Regions from separate parts of the Zea mays genome. Here all the other regions are linked to region 3. Evidence: chromatin contacts called from public Hi-C data. All regions are on one chromosome and are shown on one strand. The core of a region is the stretch at or near the end of the contact, and the rest is flanking DNA. Distances in the headings are between cores, read along the strand shown.

Region 1 (3,509 bases), core at 370-2,869, 190 kb after region 3:
ACCCAGGCCTCGGCCTCAGCCCCGGCCTCGAGGAAGGTCTCTGCCTCGCCCGACCCCAGGCCTCGGCCTTGGGGGAAGGTCCCCGTCTCACCCGACCTAGGGCCTCGGCCTCAGCCTCGGCCTCGGGAGGAGTCACATCCACGCTCGACCTCAAAACTCGGCCTCAGGAGAAGTCTCCGCCTCGCCCGACCTCGGCCTCGGACCGACTACGCTACAGGGGATGCATCATTACCCTACCGCTAGCTAGCCATCCTTTGCTACGAAGGAACAAGACCGGATTCACATCAAACTACTCCGATAGCAGGTAATGATGGTTCCCCGCGTGCATCCCTGACGTCAAGGGTTCTCAGCTCCCTACGGAAGCAAGACAACGTCAGCAGGATCCATGCCGCACCGCCACCTGTGCTTCTACAGGGCTCAAGGCACTTCTCCGACGGCCACGTTAGCTCGTGTACAGGGCTCAAGGCGCTTCTCCGCCAGCCACGCTAGCACTTAGCTACACCCCCATTATACAGCTGGACATCTCCTTGTATCTATAAAAGGGGATGTCTAGAGCCTTCCTAAGGCAGGTTCGCACGAGGACAGACGGGGAGACACGTTGACGCAATACGTTGACGTTGAGACAGAGACGGATGCATGCAGAGACTCTCTCTCTCTCTCTCGCGATGCTTGTAACCCCTACTACGAGCACCCCGGTGCAAGATAATATAAGCTTCATTCCCCTGCTTGTGTTCCATCTTGCATCAACCCATCTGGGCAGGGGCACGCAGCAACAAATTCACTAGTCGGTTGACGGACCTCGCGGGTCCGAAACGCCGACATGTATAACAAAACAAATAATAATATTGATAATACCAAATAAACACCATTAGATTCTTTACTATTTGTATTTTTTTAATAATATAATGATTTAATATTATGAATCTTTATATTTTTTTAATAGTTTGGATCAAGTGTGAGATTCTTCTAAGAAAGATAATGGAGGGAGTATTTTTTAATCTTGACGTGAATCCCTCCATTATTTTTTAGTTCTTGCAGCCAAACAGTTCATTTACCACGTGATTGGTTGCTCAGACTACTGCGCCTAGGCTGGCCTCATCCCGTTGACCGTGCTTTGGCATATGTTTGGTTGGCTGCAGAGCAGGAGGACAACATGTACCCGCTCATGCAGTGTAGTATTTTTTGTGCTCACTCGCCTGCATGCGTGGAAACGCATTTCCTCCGCGTTTCCAGCGGGCCAGGCCGGCGCGATGCGGGCGTCCAGCACCCTGGTAACCAATCACGTGGTTAGATGTCAGATTGGATAAATTTAAATTCATAGTAAGTTAAAACTCTTTCTAAAATTTTCTAATCTTATCCAATACATTTGAAATAGAAATAACCGGACAAGAACTAAGCCGATGAGAAATCCAGATCAGACCTGCAATGACGCAGTGGTGCCGGTCCTCAGGAATTCTTCAGTGACATGTGACGCGTGGGGCCCGCTGACTGCGCATGCATCGTAGCGTTTGACAGGCTGCAAGTACCGTTAGTACATCTGTATATCCGCAGTATTTAAACAACCGATCGAACTGTGGAAAATGGAAAAGGTTCCACCTGCTGCGTCCCTTTCCAATATTTTTTTTAGTTACATAGACAAACACCTCTGAGCTGTCTCGCTCGTAAGCTCCTCTTCTCTCTACATAAAAACCCTAGCTTGGACACGCACAAGTGACAGTGTTGTTACATAATATTCCTCCGTTGTTCACTTGTTCTCTAGCTACTACTGCCTACTGGCGTTACCAGATCGAAGGATAGACGGGCGATCCATGGAGCTGGAGGCTGCTGCCGCGCCGGCTACGTGCAGGAGGGACGGGCGGAGGCTGGTGAGGTGCCCGCGGCTGCAGCTGGACACCGAGACGGCCACGGCCATCGAGCGTTCCACGGGGGAGAGCGTCGCCGCCGAGGGCGCGATGCGCGTCAAGATCGTGCTCAGCAAGCAGCAGCTCAAGCAGGTGGCGGCGGCCGTCGCCGCCGCCGGGAGCGGCGGCGCCTTCGCCGGGCTGCCGCCGGCGCTGGAGCAGCTCGTCAGCGTGCTGAAGCGCCGCCAGCACGCCAGGAAGCAGCAGGCTGCTGCGGCCGACGCGGTGGCTGCTGCCGGAAGGCGCCGGGGCCGCTGGTCGCCGGCGCTGCAGTGCATCCCGGAGGAGTGCTTTTAGCTAGAGCTAGGCGTGCGTGCGTACGTACGTTTGTGTAGTACTCTGTATTCTAGCTACATTCTGCTTGTATATAGCTAGCTAGCTAGCTTTCCCCAAATTTTCGGGCTCTTCTTCCTTGGGTCGCGTTCGCGACGTGCCGATCGATTGGGCCAAAATGAGCGTCCGATGGTTGCATCACAAATTTGAAATGTCACTTGTTTCAATCTGGCATTTGCCACTACTTGGACCGATCGATCGATTCAGAAAATTACCAACCCCCCGGCCTCCCCCCGTTTCTGAGATTATGGGCCTATTTGTTTGTATAATAGTTCAAAAATAAATTAGATTATATAATCTGAATATATTATAATCCTAAACAAAAAACCCCATAGATTAAAGAAAAGGACAATGAACTGGGAAAAGGAACCATGCATGGCAGCGTGTCAAGTCTCTTTCTTTGCCGTCAAGTTGTTGTCCTGCTCCATGTGTATGTGGCAGTGAATACTGATCAAGCAGCAGGTGCCCCGTGCGCCGCGCTGGCTGCTGCAGGGTGCGAGAAATGGCCAAATGGTTGCCAGGCCACAAGATTCCTCTTGAAGTGTACAGTAGTACGATAAGATCTGTGTACACGAGAGGGTTACAGTTGTGGCTTATGCATGATCGGATCGGAAGGGTGGCGATTAGTGAGCGCCATGGCCTACTGGGTCCGCCTGTGGTGTGTATCATCATTTGCCAGCGTCCAATCAGCTTCAGTGCCGAGTCGATCGGATGCGAGTTTTTCATTAGTGCTCGCCTTGATTCCTTAGCTGGAGCCACAATGTGCAGTGGATTGACGCTGCTGCTCATCGCCCGGAGCCCCGGACGATGTAAAGGTGAGGTTTTCTCTCTCGCAGAAATGGAGTACGGGCGAGACAAGGTAAACTGTGAAGCACTGCACATATGCACAGCACAGGAGGGGCGGAGGCGAGACCGCGAGAGAAACGAAAGACCGGCAGATCGTCAGAGCCAGTATATAGCCTTTACAGGCTCTCGGGCGATGCAAACATGTTGAAGCACAGCCTGGTCCTACATACCGGGTGTGCGTTCAACGGCCAGCTTTCGCTCGGCTCGGTTTTAATCCGTATTGTTTCCTACTTTTTATACAGTGGTTTTATTATCTCTTTATTAGTTGTAGCAGTCTAAACAGTCGGTTTTAATCCGAAGCGAATAGCAGAGGGTTATTCCTCCATAATAATATATAAATACTAGTGCAATAATATACGTACGTTGCGACGACACACAATCATACTCAACGACATTGAATACATCGTCTCTAAACAGTCACGTAAGCAG
Region 2 (3,421 bases), core at 616-3,115, 210 kb before region 3:
TGCTATAGTCCGGCTGCAAATCGTTTTAGTTGTGTTATTGACCTGCAGGTGGGGTCTATTCTCCTTTTTGTGAGGGGCTGTAAACATCTTGGTTTGTAGCCGGGCTGTAGCAAATTTTTTTCGCATCTAGTAAAAAAAATTGAACCCATAAATTACTAGTAGTACGTAGCAGCTCTACCAATGAATCTGCCTTGTACATGCACAATCACAAGCTGGAGAATTGTGCTGGGAACATGTCCATCTCCTGGCGGTGCTAAAAAAACTAAAAAGTGTTTCGTTCAACTCCATCAGCCGTGAACATGGGCTTCAAGCGCAGCCCCCCGCCGTTCCTCGCCGTGGCCAACAAGACCAACAGGCAGGTCTTCCGAGGTCTCCTGGGAGTGAACTTCGCCTCTGCAGGATCAGGCATCCTCGACACGACGGTAAGCCACCCTCACCCGTGTGAGTGACCAGACCGGAGCACGTCGACTACCGCGAGCAAAGATGACAACACACACTGCGCGTGGATCACATCACTCTCTGTTCATGTGCAGGGGAGCTCCATCATCCCGCTGAGCAAGCAGGTGGAGCAGTTCGCCTCCGTGCGGCGCAACATCTCGTCGCGCGTCGGCAACGGGTCTGCTGCTGCCGACGCCCTGCTGTCGCGGTCCCTGTTCCTCGTCAGCACCGGCGGCAACGACCTGTTCGCCTTCTTCGCGCGGAACAGCACGCCGTCGGACGCCGACAAGCGGCGGTTCGTCGCCAACCTCGTCGCGCTGTACCAGAACCATGTGAAGGTAAAGTAGGTTGCCTCAACGCCGCCTCTGAAACCACCACGCATGCAGCAGAGAAACCTCGGATCATTAAACGTGTTGGTGGTGGTGTGGTGGTCGTTCAGGCTCTGTACGTGCTCGGGGCTCGGAAGTTCGCCGTGATCGACGTCCCGCCGGTCGGGTGCTGCCCCTACCCGAGGAGCCTGCACCCGCTGGGCGCCTGCATCGACGTGCTCAACGAGCTGGCGCGCGGGTTCAACGAGGGCGTCAGGGCGGCCATGCACGGCCTCGGCGTGAGCTTCCAGGGGCTCAGGTACTCCGTCGGGAGCTCCCACGCCGTCGTGCAGAGCATCATGAAGCACCCTCAAAGGCTGGGTACGTACGTACGTACATACACGTGTGCCTCTCCCTAGCTAGCTCGACAGACACGCACGACGACGCTTTCACCTGCAGATAATAACTTAGCTGGCCGGGGTTACGGTGCAGGGTTCAAGGACGTGACGAACGCGTGCTGCGGGTCGGGCCGGTTCAACGGCAAGTCCGGGTGCACGCCCAACGCGACGCTGTGCGACAACCGACACCAGTACCTGTTCTGGGACCTGCTGCACCCCACGCACGCCGCCTCCAAGATCGCCGCCGCCGCCATCTACAACGGCTCGCTCCACTTCGCCGCGCCGATGAACTTCAGGCAGCTGGCCGAAGACGACCGGTGCTAGCTAGCTAGCACAGCTAGAGCTAGCACGAGGACGTAGGGACGTGTCTCTGTTCTCTGCTGCGGACTGTGGTGAATATGGTCGTTGGTGTGTAGAGGACGACGGATGCGTGCATGGCTGCTGTGTTCGCTGTATGTTTCTCGACCGTGGTTTGGTTTAGATGATGATGACCGACGCCGCCGGCGTAGTTTGGACTGTGAACGAATTTACATCATGCTGCTGCAGAGGTACGGGTGTACCGTGTACGTGACATCGTCTACACCTCTCCTGGACAACTTTAACTGAATCTTTTTTTACGCGTCCTCGACTAAAAATTCCGGAGAGCGCGCCCAGAAATACCTGGTGTAGGAGCCAGTGAGAGCGTCACGCTCACGCCCTTTGGATCCGAGCGCAGGCTCTAAGCATGTCGGTACATTCCTGCAGGCCACCAACGCATGCCGTTCTTGGTCCCAGCTGATCTGTCCTAAGCTGCAGCAGCTGTGCATCTGTCGCGACGTCGTCGCTTGTTGCCTCCCTAGGCGCTACCGGTCTAGCTAGGCCATGTGGACCTGTTCAAACAACACTCGCACAATTTTTTTTTTATTTCAGCCTTTTTATACGACACATTCTCGGACCTTAGCAGTTTGGAATTTGGATGAAAACGGCATCATCCAGATGATTCCACAGAACGTTAACAACATTGACAATTCCGTTCCAGAACGGAAACAGCGTATTGGCGAGCTCGTCGATGCTAACGCTACGCTGATGGAACCATGTGCATCCTGTCACGGTGCATATAAACCCCCTCACCAGTCAGTCACCAGTCACCACCTGAAAGGAAAAAAAAAAACCCGACGAGAGCACACCAGCAACAGCAAGCAAAAGCCACAGCGACCGATCCGATGGCCAACCGGCGGACGGGCCCCCTATCCGTGCTGGTGGCCACCGTGTGCCTGCTCGTGCTCGTGGCAACGAACGCGGAGGCCAGCAGGCACTCGCGGCTTGTCCCCGCGGCGTTCGTGTTCGGCGACTCCACGGTGGACGTGGGCAACAACAACTGCCTCAACGTCACCGCCGCGGCCAGAGCCAACTACCCGCAGTACGGCATCGACTTCCCCGGGTCCAAGCCGACCGGGCGGTTCAGTAACGGCTTCAACACGGCAGACCTGCTAGGTACGACGAACCGAACTGCCAGAGGAGAGCTCAGCAACGATCTGTGTACTGTGTGTTTCTGTGGTCACTGACTGACTGGTTGCGCATGGCGGTGATCGAACACAGCTCGAGGCCTCGGCTTCACCAAGAGCCCGCCGGCTTACCTCTCCCTGTCGGAGAAGGGCATCCGGTCTCACATGTGCAAGGGCATCAGCTTCGCGTCGGCAGGGTCCGGGCTCTTGGACTCGACCGGCAGAGTACTGGTACACACGCACGCACTGCACTGCACTCGTCCTTGCTTGACCACAGAACGAAGCTAGCTAAGCTAACCCATGTCTCTGGAAAAAAAACCCCTCGCGCGTCGCGTACGTGTTTTGTGCAGTTTGGCGAGGTGATCCCCATGTCCGTCCAGCTGGAGCACTTCTCGGGGGTTGTTGACCGCATGGTCAAGCTCTCGGGTCAGAGGAAGACCGCCGCTCTCCTCCGCAAGTCCATCTTTTTCATCAGCACCGGCAGCAACGACATGTTCGAGTACTCCGCGTCGTCCCGTGCCGACGACGACGACGACGAAGCGTTCTTGGGTGCCCTGGTCGATGCCTACAAGCACTACATCATGGTGCGTACTACGTACTGCTCACTACAAGCCGCACTCGTCATCAATCGCCAGATCCTCCTCAGGCCGGCTAGAATAAATTCTGCTTCTGCACTTTCACAAACCTGCACGCAGTCGCTGTACGAAATGGGCGCGAGGAAGTTCAGCGTCATCAGCATCCCGCCGCTGGGGTGCATCCCGTCGCAGAGGCTGCGCCGGCTGAAGCAGCTGGG
Region 3 (3,360 bases), core at 422-2,921:
AAAACATGCACTGCTAGTATAGTAGTAGCTATCCTTCTTCCCTAACCTCATAGTCAAGCTCCTCTCTGCAGATTATTCAGATAACACAATATTTACCGAAATAAGAACCAACATCGCCGGTATGGGGCCGGTGAGGCCGGGGTTGAATTGAGCACGATCTGCTCGAGTGAGGACGATGACGTGAACAGCGCGGGCGGCAACTTGATGGGGCCCTGGGCGGTGCCGAAGCAGCCGAAGATGGAGAGCATACGGAGGTGCGGCGGGCCGCGCAGCGAGGCGGGCTCGAGCCTGGCCCCGGGCGTGCAGGGCGGGGTTGCGACGTCGGGGCCCAGGTGGAGGCGGGTGGCGCGGAGCACGCGCGCGTCGTCGGGCGCGAGCTCGCACGACAGGCCCGGCCACGCCGTGTCGGCGCAGGGCCGTGGGTGGAGCTACGACCACGTCGGGTCGCCGAGAAGGTCCGCACCCGGAAGATGGCCGCCAGCTCTGCCCCCGGCAGCTCCGGCGCCGGCGCGTCCCCTCCGGAGATTGCAGTTGATGGGGATCGCAGCTGGGAGGGTGAGGAGGGCGCAATGGGGAGCGGAGCAGAGGGGGAGGATGTCGGAGTGGGGGGGGGGGGGGGGGGGGGAGGGGGCAGAACCGTGCACTGTGAACGCCTACACTATAGTCTTAAGTGGTAGAGATATATATAGATCTTTGTATTTAGTTGTGTGGATCGCGAGCCTAATGAGCTACCTCGAGCTCCATAATGAGCCAAGCCGAGTTAGCTCATTACAGTAACGAGCCATAACGAGTCCAGCAGGCTCGATATCGGTCCCTACTCACGTGCATCTATACCACTATATAATCTACCAGTTTAAACTTTGCAAAACTCACCTAACAAATTGTAACCTACTTCTTCTTTACTAACTCAAATATGATGGTTAATATTATTTAGATTATCCCCCATCCCCTTCATATCCCGTGACCCTATCGTTCCCTGCCTCCCCTCCCCTCCCCTCCCCATCCCTCGCAACCCCGCTCACCTCACTTGCTCTGCCGCCATCGACATCTCCCTCGCGTCATGGTCGCCGCTTTTTAGATCCTAACGTTAACACGTGCTATATGCTAATATTTTAAATTGGGTACGTTATGTTATGCAGATTTATGAATGTGACAAGAATGATATATATGAAAAAAATACGGATTGTTGTATGTTACAAAACCTTTTTAATAACATTGATATAAAAGTTCGAGCTTTTATAATGAGATACGTTAAAATACTTTTATATTGGCTCACCGCTCACGTTTAAAAGACCATTGAAAAACATATCCAATGACTAGAGACATAGATGAAAACGGTCGAAAATGATATTTATTGGATAATTGGGTTTTTTTTGTTGTTTTTCTTTGAATGCGAATAAATAAGATAGAATATACTATATAAATTTTGTATTATTCTTTTTAACATTGGGTTTATAAAGATTCATAAAAAAGTAAATATAAAATATATTCTATGTGCTCTCAAATAATTCAGTATGGATTCAGAAATAAATTCAGTAAAATTTTCAAACTTTTTATTATAAAGGGCAAATAATATATAAAGCAATTTATACAATATTTTATTATTTTTGTAATAATATTTTATAACATAAAATTGTATACATATGCATTTTACAATATTAAATCTGTCCTCACAGTTTGCATTTCCACTTTCATCCGTCAGACTCAGACATCGCAGTCACCGCGCACCCAAGTGCTGCAAACCACATCTAACCCCAATCCTCCCAAATTCTCCACCGCCATGGCTCTCTCCTCCCTCTTCATCATCCTCCCCGTCCCCAAGGTCCCCTACTCCAACTACTCCCGCCGCTTGCTCACTGCCCGGGCGTCCTCTGACGCTCCCGCTGCCTCTGCGTCATTCGACCTGCGCCGCTATTGGACCTCTCTGATCGCCGATGTGGAGTCCGAACTCGACGCCGCGATGCCCATGCAGCCTCCGGAGAGCATCCACTCCGCCATGCGGTACGCGGTGCTCCCGGGCGCCGGCAAGGAGGGAGCCGCCAAACGGGCGCCCCCCGTGCTCTGCGTCGCCGCGTGCGAGCTCCTCGGCGCCCCGCGCGCGGCCGCACTCCCCGCCGCCGCCGCGCTGGAGATGCTCCACGCGGCGTCGCTCGTGCACGACGACCTGCCCTGCTTCGACGCAGCCCCCACGCGACGCGGGCGCCCATCCACGCACGCGGCGTACGGCACCGACATGGCCGTCCTCGCGGGCGACGCTCTCTTCCCGCTCGCCTACACCCACGTCATCTCCCACACCCCGTGCCCGGACCCGGTCCCCCACGCCGTCCTCATGCGCGTCCTCGCGGAGCTCGCTCGTGCGGTCGGATCCACCGGCATGGCGGCCGGTCAGTTCCTCGATCTGGCCGGCGCTACCGCCCTTGGCGAGGCCGAGGTCATGCAGGTCCTGACGAAGAAGTTCGGCGAGATGGCCGAGTGCTCCGCCGCCTGCGGCGCCATGCTCGGTGGGGCCCGGCCCGACGAGGAGGCCGCGTTGCGGCGCTACGGCCGCACCATCGGCGTCCTGTACGAGCTCGTGGACGACATCCGGAGCGCATCGGGAAACGGCAAGATGAGGAGCAACGCCAGCGTCCTGCGTTCGCTGGGGATGGACCGCGCGCTCGGCATTGTGGAGGAGCTCAAGGCTCAGGCCAAGACAGAGGCTGACAGGTTCTCGGATAAGTACGGCGATCGGGTGCTGCCTTTATACAGCTTCGTGGACTACGCGGTGGAGAGAGGGTTTGAGCTCCAGGATGCAGCGGCAACTCTGTAGAGTGGACGATCGCTGTTGCTACTGAAAATTGGAGGCTTCGAGCTAGTGAGATGTACATGGCCTAGGAATTTGGTGAGAGCTTTATCTGGCATAGATCTAATCCCTATTTTATCTAGATGTTCTGAAGCTCGTAATTCGGGGGATGGTTCATAATGGAGAATTGTTATCCCGGCATTAGATGTTTAGAACTTGAAATTGGGTTTGATACTTGTAGTAAGCTAATAAATCTAAGTGGTAAATGCTCATGCAACCACTCGGTTCTTCTGCTGTTTAAGTTTGGATGAGTTCACCACCATGGTGGATAGACAGATTAAGCTCTTAGATGAAACTGAAAAACATCTGTTTTTTTTAGGTTTTCGAATGAGAAGTGTAAGGTTCACCTCGCCAAACCTACTTTTCTGAATTTTGATTGTGCAAGAAGTTCAGATTTTCGTATACAATACAAGGTATTTCGTCACATTACATTAAATGCGTACCCAGTACCGTAGGCTTCCCGCACTGTACGAGGTGTGGGGAAATGTATCTTTAAGTGTCAAGCCTTACCCGCATAA

What was found. A called contact is a pair of places that touch in the nucleus more often than the background predicts.
Region 1: a contact with region 3 is called in a Hi-C map of endosperm, with 3 times the contacts expected there. The contact joins the promoter of LOC100275060 here to the promoter of LOC103653897 in region 3. A contact is called at or near these places in 2 of 25 Hi-C or Micro-C datasets (ear and endosperm).
Region 2: a contact with region 3 is called in a Hi-C map of tassel, with 3 times the contacts expected there. The contact joins the promoter of LOC103653898 here to the promoter of LOC103653897 in region 3. A contact is called at or near these places in 3 of 25 Hi-C or Micro-C datasets (bundle sheath, ear and tassel) and 1 of 3 datasets of contacts at active chromatin or transcription factors (leaf).

What each region holds. Positions count from the first base shown.
Region 1 is chr4:159,228,362-159,231,870 of Zm-B73-REFERENCE-NAM-5.0, reverse strand. LOC100275060 reads left to right here and starts at 1,619. Exons shown (of 2, transcript NM_001363922.1): 1 at 1,619-1,661; 2 at 1,760-2,406. The coding sequence starts at 1,809. The coding sequence ends at 2,198.
Region 2 is chr4:159,626,538-159,629,958 of Zm-B73-REFERENCE-NAM-5.0, reverse strand. LOC103653898 (GDSL esterase/lipase At4g16230) reads left to right here and starts at 1,865. Exons shown (of 5, transcript XM_008680706.2): 1 at 1,865-2,617; 2 at 2,723-2,859; 3 at 2,979-3,212; 4 at 3,324-3,421. The coding sequence starts at 2,347. It overlaps LOC100282230, which reads left to right. Exons shown (of 5, transcript NM_001371845.1): 2 at 292-422; 3 at 534-776; 4 at 878-1,127; 5 at 1,239-1,761. The coding sequence ends at 1,468.
Region 3 is chr4:159,413,598-159,416,957 of Zm-B73-REFERENCE-NAM-5.0, reverse strand. LOC103653897 (heterodimeric geranylgeranyl pyrophosphate synthase small subunit, chloroplastic) reads left to right here and starts at 1,671. Exons shown (of 1, transcript XM_008680705.4): 1 at 1,671-3,244. The coding sequence starts at 1,781. The coding sequence ends at 2,809. LOC103653893 (mechanosensitive ion channel protein 6) reads right to left here. Exons shown (of 5, transcript XM_008680703.4): 5 at 3,334-3,360.